Linked DNA regions of Gossypium hirsutum: region 1 is linked to region 2. Evidence: chromatin contacts called from public Hi-C data. All regions are on one chromosome and are shown on one strand. The core of a region is the stretch at or near the end of the contact, and the rest is flanking DNA. Distances in the headings are between cores, read along the strand shown.

Evidence for each region. Hi-C and Micro-C count contacts between places; a contact is called where the count stands out from the background.
Region 1: a contact with region 2 is called in a Hi-C map of leaf, with 2.3 times the contacts expected there. The contact joins the promoter of LOC107893909 here to the promoter of LOC107893917 in region 2. A contact is called at or near these places in 10 of 34 Hi-C or Micro-C datasets (anther and leaf).

What each region holds. Positions count from the first base shown.
Region 1 is chrA12:78,868,063-78,872,468 of Gossypium_hirsutum_v2.1, reverse strand. LOC107893909 (methionine aminopeptidase 1A) reads right to left here and starts at 2,186. Exons shown (of 16, transcript XM_016819055.2): 1 at 1,771-2,186; 2 at 1,474-1,524; 3 at 795-980; 4 at 625-700; 5 at 414-461; 6 at 244-288; 7 at 1-98. The coding sequence starts at 1,838. LOC107893911 (probable pectinesterase/pectinesterase inhibitor 36) reads right to left here. Exons shown (of 3, transcript XM_016819056.2): 2 at 4,108-4,406; 3 at 3,229-4,036. The coding sequence ends at 3,345.
Region 2 is chrA12:78,698,823-78,703,017 of Gossypium_hirsutum_v2.1, reverse strand. LOC107893917 (serine carboxypeptidase-like 40) reads right to left here and starts at 2,726. Exons shown (of 7, transcript XM_016819063.2): 1 at 2,141-2,726; 2 at 1,281-1,388; 3 at 920-1,194; 4 at 562-831; 5 at 19-230. The coding sequence starts at 2,519.

The DNA.
Region 1 (4,406 bases), core at 937-3,436, 170 kb before region 2:
GCAGCAACAGTAGCCTCATGAACCACTCGATCAATTTCATCTGTTGTTACACCAGGACGGATCATTCGAGCAGCTGCATCCAAAACCTCCCTTGCAATCTAGCAATAGAGATTTAAATACCAAGAGATCTTGAAACAACTCGAGAAAAATTAAAAATCAATTCCAAAGAAAGTTGGATATAACTAAAAATTGAACAAAGGGCTGTGAATCAAAAAACAAAATCAAGTGGAAGATGGAACTTACACGACATGTTTCTCGCATTCTCTCAATTTGATCAGGAGTCTTGATCTTCATACAGACACACCAAAAGTTAATAAGAAAAAAAAGAAGAAGATAAAGTCATAAGGAGCATATAAAGTATATATTATTTGTTCTCTAAGGCTTAAGAAGAGATTTCACTCGCATAAACTTACCTCAACACGATGTTGCCAATCACTGTTCGGCTCAACCTTTGGAACTCCCTGCATATGAAAGGACAACAAAAATATCTTAGAAATGCAAAATCAACACGAAAGAAGAGAGAAAATAAGGTTAGTTGTTCATGAATAGGTCGGTCATCAACAAATTTCCCACTCAATTGCTAATAAGTATTCCATATACACGAACTGATTTCCAAATACTCACATCATTAGCCCAATCAGGCTTATCAATGTGAGCAGGTACATTACGCTTGACAGATATGGGATATGGTCTAAGTGACCTGAACAACAAAGATAATAATAAAAATCAGAAATAACAAGGACCCAAACTTAAAAAGAAAGTGTAAAAGAGGGACTACAATCTTAGACAAGTACCCTGTCCAATTAAAAGGAGGAAGTTTCGGAGTCCGACTTTGTCCTTTCCTCAAGCAATATAGCCAACCCTCACTAGCTAAATCAGAGTTTTGTCCACCAGCACCATCTGTACCAAGTGAAGACAGCTTTGCCTTCAAATGAACTGACTTGTGTGAGCTCCAAGAAGCCTTGAAACAATCCTGAGTGCTGTCAATAAAAACAACACCATTAAAGAAGAAAAGGGTTACATTCTTCTATTAGTCCCTATACTTTGTGAAATTTGAGGATTTCGTCCCTACTTCAATTTGATGTTCAAATTAGTCAATTTTAGTCTAGTCCTTACCCAAACAGTAACACTTAAATCTATTTGGATAAATTCAATTGCTAGTACTGTATTATGTATAGGTTTGTAGATTTAATTCATATTCTCCAATTGGATCATTTAAGTCCCTATACTTTTTGAATTTTGACATTTTAATACTAACATAAATGATAATAGTTAATTCACTAACTGGATTTTTAAAGAGTACTATGTGGAAATAGTAAAGCTAACACAATATTTAATATACCATAATATGTTTGCCTCATCAAATTTTGAAAATAGCATAACTTAATAAATTTAACAGTTATCAGACAGAAATTTTAATTTTTGAAAAGTACAGCGACTAAATAAAAATCTACAAGAAAAAGATATACATACCAGAAGGCAGCACCTTCACGAGGAAGCTTTAACTGCACACACTTAGGACACCTACAGACAATAAGCTATATCATTAACAAAAGGATTCAGCTTAATTGTAAAGTTCATCACTATTAACCAAATACAGCTCAATTCACATTTTTTTATGCTCAAAATAATTTAAAAAAAAAACACTATAAACCAATTACAAGCTAATTCAAAATATCTCACAAATTTGAAAGCTACCCAATGTTAATTACACCAAAAAATTTGATATTCTAAAAATGATAATATCTTAAAGCGAAAACAATAACATACTGAAGGCTAGCAGGATTGCTACAACGAGCACATGAAAGCGTCTCCGCCGCATCAGAGCCACCAGCCATTGGACCTTATGTATAAGATTGAACCACCCGGTTCAATTCAAAAATAAATTAAAAGGAAAGAACCAATAAACTATTACTGAATTGTCTGTGATTGAAAAAATAAATTGGGGAATTTTTTTATTGAGAAAATTAGGGTTAAACTTTTATAGTAATAAATAATCTGGGTTCCACTAACAAATCCCTAAAAACTTAATAAAATTTCTCCCCAATCTATTTATCTGCCAGCGATTTTTAACTTAAATTACGATTGACAATGAAAGAGTTAGAAAATTGAAATTTCAGCCCAAAATGTACAATCTTGTCTTAAAAAAAACCTAATTGTCGGCTCAAGGAAGATAAAGCTCTAGTCTTTTAGGGCTTTTGGAATTTTAAATCTTTTTATTTGGAACTAGGGCTTTGAATATTCATAGCTTTTGGGCTTATCTTGCATCTTCGGCTTTTCTATTTTTGTTTTGGGTACATTAACGTTTTGGACACTTAAATTGGTTATAAAATAGTCACTAAATTATTTAAAAGTTTTTTATAAGTCACTAGATTGTTAAAATTATTATTGTATGGCATTATCTGTTTGCACCATCTGCACCAATAGAAAGCTCCCATTCTCCTTTTTTTTATATAGTTCTGTTGTTTTTTATATTGTTTGAACGTTACAAATTTGCAAACTAAAATTCAAATAAAATTTTTTTCTGATCATCAGATTGACATGGATTTAAAGTATGTTCTTCTACTCATCGATGAGCATTAATCCATCGTATTAATCGTTAAATCGTCGCTTGAAACTCACAAGTTAGACTTAAAAAAAAGAACTTAACAACACAGTGACTTAAAGAAAACTTTTGAGTGATTCACTGACCATTTTGTAATTTTTTTAAAATTAAAGTAACTAAAACGTAAATTTACTAGTAATTTAGTTAGATTAAATTATTTTTTAGAGAAAATGTTTCGATTGTGTTTGATAAATTGAATTCGAAGATGGCTTATATAGGAAAATAGATTGGGTTTAGAGGCTAGAAGATTCTACGAGATATATAATAAACTTTAGGAACATTAGAGTTTACTTAGAGACACTATTATCGGTTGCTCATTTGATTATATTGGTAAGTATAGTGACTAGTTTATTGATCCTGCAACAAGGGATAGGTGATAGTCTTAACCCCAAAATAGTAAAAGTATCTTGTAATTTCTTCAAATTTTAAAAAATCACATGCTTGACAAAGCTATCGAGTCTTGAGTATCTATTTATATTTATACTATATTTAAGTTATTTAATTTCACAAGTATTTACTACAAATCATATTTTAGCTTTATATAAAAAATATAAAAATTAATTTAAACTTCAACTCTTAATTAATCACAATTATCTTTTAAACTTTTATTAATAATACTAAAATAACATACAATTTAACCCATAAAATATTTTAGCTATAATTTTTAGATTAAAACTTTTAAAGGCATTATTATCACATCACAAAAACATTAACAACATTACAATAAGAAACCATTAAATTAAAGCCTTGAATTAAAAGGCACACCAGTCTCTGGAATCCATAGCTCTCCTTGTATGAACCTATTCACCGTAAAAGGGTTAGCCTCTTCGGCCCGGTTGAAGACATGAAAACCGGGCCACTTCACTCGATTCCCGATCGAAGCACCATTCCCTGTGTTCCTATACTCCGCATAATACAACGTTGACAACGCAAAGCTGCCGCTCCATTCATTCCATCCCTTGGGGTCGATTAAACCGTCAAGGTCCGTCTTCATGAACACCGTCCTTGAATACTTCTTCCATGGCCTACCTAAGTAACTCTTGAACAAATGCTTGACCGAATCGAAATCGGGTGCTGGCCTCACTCGGGATTCCACGATTGAAATCCCTGTGTTCTCGTTGGGATCGTCTCTCCCTTGTGCCGTTACCATGTTGGATTGATGGTCCATCGGTCTTTTGACAAAGATGTCGCAGTTTTGCAACACGGCCGAGGCGTCACCAAATATGTAATCGATTGTGCCGTGTATGTGACAGTCTCGGTAAAATTGTCGCAGCGAGTGGAGGAAGAGACTGTCTTGGTAACCCTTGATGCTACAGCGGTAGAACACAGAATGATCGGAACTTACCCTTAATGCCACAGCTTGATGTTTATGCGGACCGGCAGTGTTCTCAAATGTCACGTCCCGTGCCCAAAAACCATCCCCGGAAACACCTACAAAAACAAAAAACTGAATTAAACGCATCCATATCATCAAATCTAAAATTTGAACTCGAGTTTCTTACCGAATGTTGCGGAGCCATAAGTAGTGGAACCATCCGGTACATTTCGGTTACCAGTTACGATTGTTTTGTCCATGCCATCGCCGACCAACATTATGTTTTTAAGGTTCTTGTCTATGTCTACTTTCTCATTATACACCCCTGCTTTCACATAAATGATTACCCTTGGACGACGGTTGTTACCTATCCTAGCAACGGCGGCCACCGCATCATTGATCGTTTTGTGAGTACCGGAGCCATCTTTTGACACGACAAAATCAGCCTTTGAAGTTGTTGGGTTCCATGATGTTAAGAGTTTCCCA
Region 2 (4,195 bases), core at 1,477-3,976:
TTGATCATTGATCATTACCTAAATATCCACACTCTCAGTCTGTTAGCCATTAACTCCCGTAAAAGGGGAATGACTGTTGATGGGCTATCTCCCCATGTCGTGATGATGTTGCTGCAGGGTTCCCAACCATGGTCGAGTTTTGTTACATCGGCATGGATAGCCTCTTGCACATCAGCCCTGTTTAGATAAGCGTATACGTAATTGTCGCTGCATGGATCAAAATTCACCACCTAGACCAACCACGAAAAAAACTATTTCAGTTATACTACCTGTTGGCTAGATGTAGAAAAGCTTATAAATGCAAATACTGCACTAAAATTAGAAAGGAACCCCTCGGGCTTTTAGGACTAGCAGCTCAGGAGTGATGATGTAGATGCATTTTCTAGCAACTTTGACTTGTCCTTAACCCAAGCTTCTAAATGGTCTAAAAATAAAATTTTGAACTTGGCCGACATGGCCACATATGAACAATAGTTACTCAAAAACCTAATGAGACTGACAGACATATTAGACTGCAAAAGCTTGTTCCAACTGTTGTGTGGGTTGTTTTAGTCAACTTACAGAAGGCTCCTTGGGCTGGACTCTGAGGCTTGAATCGTGGCATAAGGGGGCGTAGATATTGTAAATATCAATGTTGTAAGTATCCCTGTTAACCTCATCAGTGGCTGCCTTGCATTCGGTACTGGACTCCGCGTCCATGTTATTCTCGGATTCAAGATTACAGTATTTTGAAATCCTGTACGCAGTTTCATCTGAAATGAGAGCATGACTCTTAAAGAAGTCATACATTCCTTTAACGTCAGTTTCATCATTGATCACAGCATTCCCAATCTGAAATTCATGTTCAACACAATTAGGCTCGAATATAAAAAAAGAAAAATTGAAAGAGAAGGAAAAGGACAAGCAGACAATGACATACTATGATCCCTTTGAGATTGATAAGGGTGGTGTTAGCCTTTTTGTTGTGTAGGAGAATGGTATGTGCAAGTTGAGGAACATAATGCCCCGCATAGCTTTCACCAGAGATATAAAAATCCCTTTCTTTGTATTCAGGAAACCTCTCCAACCAGTTTATCAAGAACACATAGTTATCAACAGCTGTTTTACTGTCACCACTTTTATCATAATCAGATGTTGTGTTGGAGTATGAAAATCCTACTCCAGCAGGCGACTCCAGAAACAAAACATTTGCAGCTGCATGCAATTATTAAGAAAATAAACTCTTTTTTCCTTTTCCTTTTAATGCCTGAAATGAAACTGAATTGCTAATAAAAGATTACCATGGTTCCATGAGTATCTATTTCTGTAAACTGTTTTTCCATTGCTATGAACACGAAAGGGTCCAATCTCTTCCATTGCCCCGTAGGCTAGAGATGAACACCCGGGCCCTGATCACAATATATATAACAAATATATTCATATTAATCATCAAACTGCTCTTTCACTGTGTTTCATATAAAATAAAGTCAAACTGAAACCTTTTTTTCTTCTTTCTTTCTAAAATGCCAGAGTTTTGAAATCTAGTTTTAATTACAAGCAAAGTGCTTCAGAGCTGATAACAACAGTAAAATCTAATAATTCAAACAGAACATGGCCATCACTTATTCTGCCAACTTGGGGTTCCATAAAAACTGTACTATCATAATAATGAAAAAAAAAGACAACATATGGTAATAATATATATACATGTTGTCATGTAAACATCGATCCGTGTGATATGTTGTTAGAACACTCAACTTTTTATTTAATTCCACAATTAGTAAAACATGCATGCCGAGAAATCCTCCACAGGGACTGCAGTACACGGCCATCCCCGCAAAACTTGGTAGTTAACAGGCCAGGAAGATGTAGATATTACTTTTATAATAGGAACCATGCAATTTTTATTTTTATTTTTATTTTCACATTCCATGATTAATTAATAGTATCCAATGGTTATTAATAATTAGCTCCAACATAAGGAATGTGGCCTCGTTTAAGCAAGGAACTAAAGAGAGTGACAAAGAAAAAGGCAGGTAATTTGATTTAATGGAGACATAAAAATAAGATGTAGGATAAGTTGATAACCAAAAAACTAGATTAATTGAAGAAGAGATGATTGGGGGCTTTAAACAAAATAAAAAGACAATGCAGAGCCTACCTCCATTAAGCCAAAGAAGAAGAGGCAAAGACTCCTTAGAATGGTGGGCCTCAACGAAATAATAGTAAAGTGCACGACCTGCTTTTTTATCAACTGTTACGTACCCACCGTACTGTGAAAATCGGACATGAGGTTGACCAGGCAACTTTGGAATTCTATCTTTCTCTTTCATTTCTTCTTGTCCATGAATCCTGCTCTTGTTTATGTGGTGAATTGCCTTGAAAGGACTCTTATTAAGAACATGACTTCCCTTCATTTTGATCTCGTAAAGATGGCCAAGAGCTTCTGTTTGCTTCTTCCCATGGCTTGGAGCTACCATACATGAAGAAACAATGAGGAAGAAAGCAACAAGGACAACAACATAACATTTCTTCTCCATTGCTTACTTTCTGTTGGAAAGACAAGGACGGGGCTTTCATTGTTTCAGATCCAAATGTGGGTGTTTTTATATCATATCAAATGCCCAAGAATAATTGTTTTAAATGAATAAGATTTCAACAACCAGCAAGGTTTGAGGTTTTTTTTTTTCAAAGAAATAGTAATCTCATCCAAACTACGGCATGATGCTTAGGCAACAATACATACAATCATGTTATGCCATGTGAGGGTAATTACAAAAAAAAATGGTCAATCGATCAATGAACACGGAAGAGCAGCATGATTGAAACTTGTTCACATGATTAAGTTGAATAAATGTGATCCACAATAAAAACTAATTAAATAATAATCTATTGGTAATTGCAATTTTAGTTAAGCACCCTCTACAAAAATTAATATAGGTTAATTTGGGTTACAATTTGTAGATATGATTTGCTTTATTTTATTTATTAATTAATTTACACAGTAAAAGGAAATAGAGAGAGAATTCTAGGTAGATGAAGAATATAATTATAAATGAGACAAAATGTAAATTAAAGCCTGCATATATTCTTTTATTATAAAGTAATAGATGTTATACAGTACAAATATAATAGTAATTAATTTTGATATTTATGTGATGGCACGATGATTAAGAGTGTTCACTATATCAAGTGTGTCTTGGATTCAAGTTACAGTAATCGTATTTATTGTTCAAATTTTTTACTTTATTATTGTAATTCAGTACAAAATATATATATTCTTCTCTTTTTATATTGTTACTAGGAAACTTGAGATTTTATCTAATTACTTCTCTAACTTTGCTAATTGTTGTTCTTATAATATGCAAAACAAAAGTGAGTAGGCAGTAGCAATAAGGGCATGAAATTGCAGCATCCGCTGAAACTCCCTCTCTACAATCGCAGCTCCTCTTTGTACAGCTACACGCCGTCCTATTTAGGGATCACAACGTGGTAGGGCAGCCGATATGATCCTGACTTAGAAAAATAATTTTGCTTGTTTTTCTTTTGAAACATATAAAATTTAATTTTTTTTGAGTTTAGACTTAAAACTCAATATATTTATTTATTAAAAGTTAAGAGTATTTTTATAAATATCTCACAACGGAATGGAACGAATTTACCTAAAATCCGACCCACCTCGAGCCCAGATTTTCAAAAAGAAAAATCCGGATGAACTCGAAATTAGTCAGATTCGCTGGTACTACTTCAAATCCTTCTTGCCAATTGCCCACTTGCAATATTGTTCAGACTTGCTTTGTTTTGTTTTTGTATTTGATTCATACCCATGATCCAATTTGGAGTTTTCTTAAATCCAAACTGTCCTAAAACCTATCCAGTGTGTCTACAATGACCATCCCCACCTCATAGAAACAATACCAAGCAATATTCATATGTCAATCTAAGCTAACAATTGGTTTGATTCGATTAATATCTTCGGAAATGGGCTAAAGGATTGTTCCCATATACGAGTGAAAAAATAGAGCAGACTCAGGAGTGTAGCCACTCATCCGTACCATGTTATTGGGCTGCCTTCACTCCATGGAAATTCAATTTGAATCCTATTCTAAAGCCTTTTTCAGATCAGAAGCTTCAACATGGGTCAATATGGGCCTTCTTTAACCAATCACAACCATCTTTTAGCCGACGAACACCATAATATAAAATCATAAGGAGA